Linked DNA regions of Sus scrofa: region 2 is linked to region 1. The links are chromatin contacts, called in public Hi-C maps. All regions are on one chromosome and are shown on one strand. Each heading gives the region's core, a stretch centred on a gene start, on an enhancer-like site or on the middle of the called end of the contact. The rest is flanking DNA. Distances are from core to core; before and after follow the strand shown.

Region 1 (5,405 bases), core at 2,076-4,575:
CCCAGCCAAGTTCTGCTCCATGGAACTTCCCCCTCTGCAGCCTCGGAATCATAAACAGGTATCAACAAGTCACGAGGGTGGTGGCTCTCAACTGGGTGCTTTTGTTCCCCAGGAAGAAATTCCAGATATAACAAATAAAAATGCTATCTCTGGGACCGAATTCTTTGAAAAGTTATGAGTCACTTGTCTGAAATGTACATTTGACTGGGAAACCTGTATTTTATCTGGCAGCCGTAAGCTCAGGAGACATCTGTCCACATCTGGAGACCTTTTTGTGTGTCTCTTTTCAGGGCCGCACCCGTGGCATATGGACGTTCCCAGGCTAGGTGTCAAATCAGAGCCGTAGCTGCTGGCCTACACCACAGCCACAGCAACACGGGATCCGAGCAGCATTCTTAACCTACACCACACCTTGTGGCAACCCCAGATCTTTAACCCACTGGGTGAGGCTGGGGATTGAACCAGCATCCTCATGGATATTACTCTGGTTCTTAACCCACTGAGGCACAACAGGAACTCCTGGAGACACTTTTGAGGATCACAAATGGGGGGTGCTATTGGCAGCCCGTGGCTGGAACCCAGGCCTGCTGCTGGACAGCCTACCAAGCCCAGAACACAGAATGACCCAGCCGCTAATGTCAGCAGTGCCCGAGGGTGAGACAGCTGCCCTGGGTCGTTCCTGGCATCTTGGGGACTTGTCAGAGGGAGCGGTGGTGATCCTCAAGTGAGAACCAGGAAAACCAAGGCTCACGTTCATTGGCTTGTTCAAGGCCATACAAAGTGGAGTCGTCTGCTGGCCAGTGCCCCCTCTCTAATACTCTCATCTGTTCTTCCAGATATGAGGCCATGCAAAGTCAGCCAGGAAGCACAGCGGGGGAGGTGGGATATGGAGAGCTTTACAGGGTCCCCAGACGCCCAGGACTGGCCTTCTGGGTGCCCAGTGGACAGGCAAGCCAGTCCCGGAGAGGGTGGTGCCCAGTAACGAGGGCTGTTGTCAGTTCTGCCACCAGAGGGCAGCAGAGACTTGGAAATGATTCTGCAGCCTGGGTCCCACCCACGGAGAGTCTGACCAAGCGGGTCTGCAGGGGGCGCCAGCCATCCTAGTGTTTTTTAAAAGCTCCCAGGTGATTCTTCTTTTTTGTGTGTGTCATTTTTCTATTTCTTGGCCTCTTCCGCACATATGGAGGTTCCCAGGTTAAGGGTCGAATCGGAGCTGTAGCTGCCGGCCTACACCAGAGCCACAGCAACACGGGATCCGAGCCAGGTCTGCAACCTCAGGGCAACGCTGGATTCTTAACCCACTGAGCCATGCCAGGGATCAAACCTGCAACCTCATGGTTCTTAGTCGGATTCGTTAACCAGTGAGCCACGACAGGAACTCCGAAAGCTCTCAGGTGATTCTAACGCAGCCAGGATTGAGAAACGCTGGTCCGAGGCCTCATTTGTCATGACTGATTACGTCAGAATCACCTGGAAGCTTTAAAAAATACCGGTGGGGAAACAACCCAAATGTCCCCAGACCAATGAAGAGCTAAACTGTAGGTCAGGGAGGTGTGAGTTTCCAGGAGTCACAAGGGCACCAAGAAGGAAGCAATCCTGAGACAGTTTCCCACTATCATCCCATCCAAAAGGGAGACACCACCCCACCCCACCCCGAGGCAGGAAGCAGTGGGAGATGGGCCTCAGGAGGAGGCAGCCTCGGGGAATGCACACGGGGACCCTCACTTCTGCGGCCCCCACCCTGTTCCTCCCAAAGCACACATTTGGGCTATGAGCACACGCGTGTACCAAAAAAAAAAAAAAAAAAAAAAAAAAAATCCTGTCATTTCAGTCAACAAAGTTGCCATCAAGCCATCAGCTAATGATGCATCTTTTTTTTCTTTTTTTTCCCTTTTTTTAGGGCTACACCCATGGCATATGGAGGTTCCCAGGCTAGGGGCTGAATCCGAGCTGTAGCTGCCGGCCTACGCCAGAGCCAGGGCAACGCGGTATCTTAGCCTCATCTGGGACCTACAGCAATGCTGGATCCTTAACCCACTGAGTAAGGCCAGGGATCGAATCCACAACCTCATGGATCTCAGTCAGGTTCATTAGCCACTGAGCCACGAAGGGAACTCCTAATGATGCACCTTGAGGGGAATCGGGGCTGGAGAAAAACAGGGTACTTGGCCCTAGAGAGTTAAGGATGCCTATCAAAGGAATGATTTCATCAAGCCCAGACTCCAGCATCTCCCCATACATAGAAAGGCACCAAAATCATTAATTTACAATGTCCGGTTTGAGCGATTAGCAGTAGTCTTTTATAATCTCTCTACTATATGTTTTTGCTTCTTTTCCTCCCCCCGCCCGCAAAACTCCTGTGTATCCTGGCTCCTCCATGTCCCCTAAGGACAGTCCCTCAGCGCTGAGAGGCTGCCTTCTTGGCCTCAGTCATGGCCTCACATAAAACAACTCCCAAATTCTAGCTAGTGCTTTTGTGCTTTTTTTTTTTTTTTTAATCAGCACCTCCGTGGCCAGCCAACAATGACCAGACAAGGTCAAGGACAAAAACACTTTAGTCCGCATCTACCTTCAAGCTTTCTTTCCCCCCCACCCCACTTAGGAGGAGGTAGGGACTCAGGAAGGGGAAGAGGCATGAAATGAAGGTGAAATTTAAGTTCTCAAGTAGCCTGGACATTTTGCTACCAAAGGTGTCTTTAAGAAACTGGAGGAAGTCTCTCGTGCCACCGCGGTGGCTTGGGTTCAGTCCCCGGCCCGGGGAACCTCCAGAAAAAGAAAGAGAAATTGGAAAGAAGGCCATCGGGAAACAAGATTTAGAGACAAAGAGAACCGCGTTTCCCCGGCAGGCTCCATCCCTGTGCAGGGGGCCAGCTCCCCTCGCTGGGTCCGGGCTGAGGATCCCAGGAGCTGGCAGTGTTCGGAGGCCTCGGGAAAGGTTCCTTAACCAAGGGCCATTAGAGATAAAACAACGGCGCTAGGAGTGTGGGGGCGCGGGGGGGCCGCTACTGGGGGAAGGGCCGCGGAGGAGGCCGGAGCCGTTTTACGCCAAGGCATCTCCCTGACTGCAAGAGAGGAGATGTGTCTGGTCGACGGGCTTCGGGGTGCGGATGGAGGGTTGGAGGGAGCCCCTCCTGGTACTGGCACCCTGCCCTCTCGCGGGCCGCCCTCGGGGGCAGAGCCATAGGCCTGGGGGGTGGGGGTGGGGTCCAGGGCTGTCTCGCAGCTTCCCTCAACCCCGCAGAGCCGTCCCCGCCAGCCCGAGGGTCTCCTGAAGCTGCAACACGTGCGGATGGCAGCGGGGGTCTCCATGGCAACACTGACGTCACGGGCCCGGAGTCCCCGAACGCTGCCTTCCGCCCCCAGCTCGGCCTGGTGCAACCCCAGCCTCGTTCTGCAGCAGCTGGGACATCTGGGGCGTTAGAGCTGCTGCCCTGCCCTCCTCTCGGTCTTGTCCTGGCCACTAGAGGCAGACAGGTGTGCACTGAGCCAGAAAGGTGTGAGCCGAGCCAGCCGCCTTCCGATCCCGGCTTCCTCCCGGCCCTTTGTCCTCAGCCCGCTCTCCGCCGGCTGCTGGCGAAGCAGCCTTTACTTCCTGTTTCAGTAACAGGAAGCTCCCTCCCGGGGAGAAAGCACATTTTAAGAGAATGCGGGAGGAGGAGCTAGGTCCCTCCCACCTCAACCTCTGCTCCCTCTGGTCCCTTCCACTGAAAGCCCAGGGCTTATGGAAACTACTCCCAAATTATCATATCCCCCTTCCCCAAGACTCAGCCTCTGCTCTGGAACCTTCTACTGCGAGGACTAGGACCTAAGGGGCCCTGCCTGTCTCTCCTGCTGCCAGGGACCCCACACTTCTGCCTCCTAAGAGTCTGTTCCTTCCAAGGCCAGACACTGCCTCAGGGCCTCCGCCCTTGCCCTTCCTCTGCCTGGATGGCTGTTCCCTCCTCCATCTCCCTCCCGGCTGGCCATTTTGGGCTCGCTCCATTTTAGCTCTGTGCACCACTGTTGTGTGCTTACAGGTTTGTGGGAGCTCCCTGGTGGCTGAGCAGGTTAAGGATCTGGTGTTGTCACTGCTGTGGCTCAGATCGCTGCCAGAGCTCGGGTTCAATCCCTGGCCTGGAAACTTTCTCATGCCATGAGTGCAGCCAAAAAAAAAAGCTGTGTGGGATTATTTGTCTAATGGCTGCCTCTTCCCTGACTGTATGCAGTGGAGGCAGTGTGCCAGGCACACAGGAGGTGCTTAATGTATACTTTTTTTAAAAAACTGGCTTATTGAGACATAATTCACATACCATACAATCCACCTAAGTCAAGTGTACATATGGTTTTTAGCTTATTTACAGAGCTGTGCAGGCAACACCACAGTCGATGTTAGGTGTTGTCATCACTAAAAAGAAACCTCTACCCCGCAGCTCTCACTGGCCTTTCCCCGACCCCTCGGCCCTAAGCAACTCTTAGCTGACTTTCTGCCACCATACATTTCCTGTGCTGGACGCTCAGATGGCTGGAGTCTTATAATTTGTGGACCTGACCATCTTTCACTCAGCAGCGTTTTCAAGGTTCTTGCTCAGTGAATGAATGAAGGGGTGTCTGAATGGAAGGCTATGGGAAGCGGAGGAGAGGGGCTCTCCTGGGTGGGATGATGGGCACTGGGTGGAAGGACCTGGGTCTGTTATGGGATCCACATCTCACAGGGCACAGACTCTGAGTGAGACAGTGGCTGAGCCGCCCCAGATACACACTTGATTGTCTTCAGCTTGATGTCAAGATTCCAGGCTCGCTGCCCAGCCTCTGACGTTAGATGTAGGTCGGATGGGCAGCCCACCGCCCCTCGTTCGCTTGCAGAGCTGCTTTCCTTTCTTCTTCCTTTTTTTCCCTCTCTTTTTAGGGCCACGCCTGTGGCACATGGAGGTTCCTAGGCTAGGGGTCCAATTGGAGCTGCAGCTGCCTGCTTATGCCACAGCCAGAGCCACGCCAGATCTGAGCTGCTTCTGTGACCTACACCCGCAGCCTGTGGCAATGCTGGATCCTTAACCCACTGAGCAAGACCAGGAATCAAACCCTATCTTCTTGGATATTAGTCGGGATTCTAACCCACTGAGCCACAATGGGAACTCCTTTCTTTGGGTTGGAATTTTTCATTCATTCATTCATACCATGTAAATGCATGGTTATGATCTACAAGTCTTTACCTTAAATATGAATATACTTTGCTTTTCAAAAATCAACTAAAATAGACAAAGGCTTTCCAGGGGGACTTGAGGCCACACCCGTGAACCTGGCGGCTCTGGACATCAGGGCTGCAGGAGCCCCCCACACCCACCAGGGGGTCCAGCCTGGGTGCCTTCCCTGTGTCGGTCCCTCCCAGACAGCTCTGGGGTGGTCTTGAAACGGAGCAGGAGCCTGCG
Region 2 (5,405 bases), core at 1,009-3,508, 93 kb after region 1:
TTAACCACTGAGCCATGATGGGAACTCCTTGAGGAGTGAATTAATTACAGGTGAGGCAAAGCATGAGCTGCTGGCCCCACCTCGCCCCCAGCCCTGGGAGGCAGAGACACTGAAGGCCTCCCACCCACCTGTGGCTCATTCCTCCCCCAGCACAGCTGGGAGGGGAGGTGGCCACAGTCCCTGTCCCCCAACCCTGGGCCAGCTCCACTTTGGAGCCTCGGCCACGTGCAGCCACTACAACAAATGGCTCTTCGATTCAGAGGCTCAATGGGCTTTCAGGTATCACCTAACCCAGGGTTCTCAGTCTTTGGGGGATTTAAACAAGCGATGGACTTGTACCCAAGTAACATACACATTTGCACACTCGCTACACACACACACACACACACACACACACACGCAACTGTGCAGGCAGTTTCAGAATACGCATGGACCACAGGTTAAGACCCAACTCTAAGCCAATGTCTCTTCTGCTGTGTCTCTGATGAGGAAACTCAGAGGCCAGCTTGCTGCGGTCTCATCCGAGTGCTTCCCCAACGCTTGCAGCTCTCCTTCGGGCACATGGCAGGAACACTCGGCCAGGTGCCTGGTGTCGCCTCCGGTGGAAGCCCTGAAGAGCCCGTGCGCTATTTAGTAGGGTCCCTTCCCCCAGCCTGCTGACCAGAAACATCCAGATGGTGCATGCTCCCAGCTGACCCAGGATGGACACGCACTCCGAGTGGGAAACAGTCCCATGCTGTTCCAAGCCACTTAGAATGTGGGGCTGTGTTACCGCAGCCTAGAACGAGCTGGCACGCTCTGCTTCCTGTCCCTTTTTCCCATGGCGGGTCCCTCCCAGCAGGAACGCACTGCCTCCAGCCCCTCGCTCCCTCAACCATCTGCCTTTTGGGTCTCACCCGACATGCCGGTGTCTTAGTGGTGCCTGCCCCCGCCCCCCATCACCACGTCAGGTGACGATACCTCATCGAACAGATGACACTGTCCTGTAATCACTGGTCTTCCTCCTCTCCAGCCCGTGGGCTCTGTGAGGTTGGGGACCAAGCATGTCTGACTTATTCACCACTGTGTCCATAAAACTCAGATAAATGTTTGTTGACTGACTGCCTGACTGACTAATGGGATGGATACATGGATAAATGGAAAGGTGGATGGACAGAGGGATGGGTGGAATGATGGACAGATGGTGAACAGACTGGTGGATAAATGGGTGGGCAGGGAGTGGACAGCAGGGGGAATGAAGCGTCAGTATACCTATTCTGTTCACTGAGAACATTTCACACACAGTGAACTTCAAAGAACTAGTCAGCCTTGACGCCCTCTCTTCCCTGCGCCGTATTTGACGAGGGCCCTAGAAGCAGTCTGGGCAGATCTTTCCCGAACACCTCTTGTGCTAAGTGTTGAGGATTTTACATGCAATCTTGCTGATCTTTGCAACACCCAGGGAGACAGGTATCACGGGTCCAGTTTACAGATCAATCTTAAGCCCAGAGAGGGGATCCCAGCTGTCCAAGGCTGCACAGCCTGCTCTCTCCCTACAGCCTGTCTTCCCTACCGCTGGGTTCCCAGGAACTGGGCTGGGAAATCTGAAAGCATCATGCGGGTGGAGGGGTGGGGCCTCCTGGTGCCAGTTCCGATCACCAGGAGGCCCCACCCCTCGAACCAGAGGGTGGGCCAGAACTTTCCTCCAGAAGAGGGGGGTGACCTTCGGTGTGGCCACTGCCCCCTCACAGACATGTCCCCTGTCGAAGCCAGAGAGGCTGTGACAAGCGTGGGCCGTCCAGCTCCTTCCTCTAGTTTCTAATCTAGTTCAGAAGGACAGAGGCCATGGGGGCAGGGGGACCTCTAGAACCCCAGGCATCTCTCAGTGGCTTCCCAGGAAAGGGAGAGGGGAGCGGGCCCGGGGACAGAGTGGGTTTCTGCAGTGTCACTACCCTGACGTGTGATGGCTGAGCCTGGATGACCCGGGCCCACGGGACTCAGGGCCTGGCTCCAAGTCCTGGGGGTCACTTGAGGGAGCCTGGGCAAGAGAGCCCCTGGAAGTGGGCAGGCCTGCCCAGGCGGCAGGACTTCTCCTGGTGATAAATCTTTCGAATACTCAAAGGGCCTCGTTCCAGGCAAATTCCGCCTAATTTCCTCTTCGAAAGTTGCCAAGTTCTCCCTCATTGTTGTATTGTCTCGAGAGGTGAGAAAAACAGCTGAGGGTGCCCCGTGGGTGACTGTTCCCAGGTTCTCCTTCCCGCCCAGCTTCTTAGGGAAAAAACAGCACGTGCTTTACAGGCCGGAAAGGTCTTTCTCTCCGGCTTCCAGTAAGAAGGGAACCCGCCCTGTCCCTGCCCCGCCGCCCCCACCCCCGCCAGCGTTTGGGGTAAACAGTTGCCTGGCCTCCCCAGGGCTTCTGGGAACGGCAAGGAGAGCGGGCCTCAGAAGTCACTGCAGGAAGTGGCCGCAGCAGCGCCTCCGGGGAAAGGAGGGAGCCCTTGATCTCGACCCGCCCGGACCCTTGTTTTACAAGCAGTGGACTCCGTCCACCTCTTACGAAGAGGGGGAAACCCACGTAGGAGGCAGAGATCCCTGGAAGAGGACCCGCCACCGAACGCGCGGCTCTTAATCCCGCTGGGCAGCCCCCACCCGCGCGGGCTGGCAAGGAGCACCCCGGTGCTTCTGCCACACGTTTCTGCACTTGCGGCGCTACTCCTCAGAGCCAAGGGCCAGCAGAAAGGGCATTCAGGGAAGAAAGAAGATACACAGGTCCTTTCTGCACCCAGGGCTCTAAAAACACGGCATTAGGGAGCTCACACCGAAATACACAAAGCATCGAGACACACACCCACTGGACCCAGGCTGGAGGGCTGGCGCCGTTGTCTGGCGACGGGACCTGCTGGCGTGTTGCTCGGTGTCTCGGGCAAGAGAGGGGGCACGACTGCCCGAGAGCATTTCTTAACCTGCTGGTGATGCAGGCAGGTTAGCTCCCCGGGGGTCTGGGGGAAGAATGGACTCAAACTCTCACCAGGCAGCTGGGAGAGGGGCGGGGGCGGGGGGACAGGAGAGGAGAGAGGGGAGAACTGAGTCAGGAAACACAGAGGAACGCGCTCGGGTGGAGAGAGGCCTGGAAAGACGGCAGAGAAAACAAACTACAGGACAGGAGACGGGCCGCGCGTCTCAGGAGACGGAGAGAGGGCAGAGGGGAGGGGTGGAGAGAGCGCGGCAGGGAGAGACACGCAAAGAGACTCACGTGGGGACGGGGAAGCTGAGAGAGACAGAGAGGCCGGGCAGATCCCCGCGCCCCGACAGCACCCTACGGCCAGCACAGCCACACCAGGCGCAGCAGGACGGAACCCACTCAGGGATGCTGGAGTCCTACAGCCGCCCCTGTATCCTGAGGCTATTTCCCGTTGGGGGGTGGGGTGGGAGGCGGTGTCCGGAGCTTAGGGTCAAAGCGAACAGCCCTGGGGTCACATCCTGTGTGTGATGGAAACGCTCTCTACCTGCACTGGCCACAACCGTAGCCACTGTCTACACCTGGCTACTGAACACTCGGAACAGGGCCAGGGGACCGAGAAACTGCCCTCTTGAGTCAATAAATTTGAATGCAAACAACCCTACGTGGCTCTTGGCTGCAGCACAGTTCAAGGCACCCTCATCCTCTACTGATGGAGAAGGTGGGGGGCAGCTCCATCAGCCTTGCCCTCCGAGCACACCTGGCTGCCTCTGTCCTCACCCTCCGCGCCTCCCCTCCAAGGGAGGACGGCTCTGGGGCCTGTCACGTGAATCAGGACAAGCCAGCTGACCATCATCACAGCGCTTAAGGGGCGCCCTGCCTGGCACCTGAGGGCACCACCCTGGGCCCCATGCGCCCCCAGGCCCCCCCATAACCATGCGGACCTCCCAGCCCACAGCCCATCTCTCGGATGATTTGGAACCTGCTTATATAACAAGAAGGCCACACGCCGCCCATGAATCACAGGAGGGAGGAGGGTGACAACAAGAAGGAAGCAAGGTAAAGTGGTGACAGTGTCAGCGAGGGAGAGACCGAGGGGCAGGGGCAGAGGCAGAGCTGCACCCACCTGGGCCTCCCTGGGCGACGGGCAAAGGCTGCGTCTGCTTCTCACCCGGCTCCGAGTCCCGCTCTGAATCCCAGGAGCCGCCAGCCTCCTCCTCCTCCCCCTCCTCCTGCGATCCTGCTCCAGCCTCTGGCTCCACGGGAGCAGGGGGCAGCGAGGGGGGGCCTGGAGCAGCTGCAGGCCTAGCCGCCCATCAGCACGGCAGGGGGAGCTCTGACTCGAGGCCAGGCAAGTCAGCAGCGCCGGCCCGCGGCCACGGCCTGCATTAAAGGGACATTCTGGTGCTGACCAGTGACCTACATCCTCCAAGCCTCACTGCCCTCCCCGGGGCAGGTGATGCCCAGACCTTCCTCGGGGGTACAGTGACCCTCCAGCGCCAGAAGCCGCTGCTGGTGGAGCGATTGCTGCACCCAGGGAGCTGTTCCACTCACAGATCCAGCGCCCCACAACCAGGGCGATCCCCCTGCGGTCCCCTCTACCCCTCAGGAGTTTTCAATGGCTCCCCATGGCCCTCAGAAAACTGCTGTGGCTTCTTCACTCAGCTGATAGGACCTGCATGATCTGGCTCCGGACACACCTGCAGGGACCCGCCCCCGCGTCCCCCTCTCTTCCAGGGCAGGGCACACAACACTGCCTCCCCCACATTCATGCTGTGCACCCCCTTGCCCTGCTCCCTGCTCCCGGCACACTCCTACTCATCCCTCCGCACCCAGCTCTAAAATCGCCAGGGGAGCCTCCTCTGGTGCCCCCAGACCACATGAGTCACTCCCTGCTCTGGGCGCCCAGTCCTCGGGGACACGCCTCTGCTTCAGCTGCTCCCTCCGCAGTCATTTGTTTACGGCTCTGTCTCCCCAGGGGGCCCAGCAGCTCTTTAAGGATGAGACCCAGGGGCTTAGTCACCTCCCCACCCCCAGCACAGGGATGGACTGGCCAGGCAGTGCTCTGTGATTCAAGGGGGATGGTCTCAGCCTGTTTCCAAGGAATCCTATATTGCTGCCCCTCCCTCCCTATTTCCCACTGCTGCTCCCCCCTTCCGGCCCAAGGGGGCCGGGAGGGACCACGGTCTTCCCAGCAAGAGCAGTAGCCACAGGTGGGCAGGACAGAGGATGAGAAGCTCTGCTGGCGGGAGGTGAGGCTGGCAAAGGCGAGAGCCGGTGAAGTAGAGTGTGAGAGACGAGAAAAGAGACAGGCGGGCGTGGCTCTGGTGTCCTCCGAGATGACAGTAAAGGATGGGACTTCCGCAGGGATGTGAACACTCGGGTTGAGGAGTTCAACTCTCCACAGAGGCCCAACTGCATGCCTCTTGGCCCCAATGTTGTTAAGCGATCCAGTGGCCACTTGTGA

Evidence for each region. A called contact is a pair of places that touch in the nucleus more often than the background predicts.
Region 2: a contact with region 1 is called in a Hi-C map of liver, with 3 times the contacts expected there. The contact joins two enhancer-like sites. A contact is called at or near these places in 16 of 47 Hi-C or Micro-C datasets (alveolar macrophages, blood, embryonic fibroblasts and 9 more) and 2 of 2 datasets of contacts at active chromatin or transcription factors (alveolar macrophages and skeletal muscle).

The regions. Positions count from the first base shown.
Region 1 is chr6:6,640,181-6,645,585 of Sscrofa11.1, forward strand. No RefSeq gene overlaps it. Among named protein-coding and RNA genes, the nearest start is that of PLCG2, 40 kb to the left of the region's middle. Within about 2 kb of position 3,326, at least 52 of the 83 cell types and tissues checked have an H3K27ac peak or open chromatin away from gene starts, as enhancers often do. A contact at or near this core is called in liver, retroperitoneal adipose tissue, skeletal muscle and 1 more, where this site is marked.
Region 2 is chr6:6,734,458-6,739,862 of Sscrofa11.1, forward strand. All of the region lies in intron 2 of CMIP (C-Maf-inducing protein), which reads right to left. Among named protein-coding and RNA genes, the nearest start is that of PLCG2, 130 kb to the left of the region's middle. Within about 2 kb of position 2,259, at least 14 of the 83 cell types and tissues checked have an H3K27ac peak or open chromatin away from gene starts, as enhancers often do. A contact at or near this core is called in liver, retroperitoneal adipose tissue, skeletal muscle and 1 more, where this site is marked.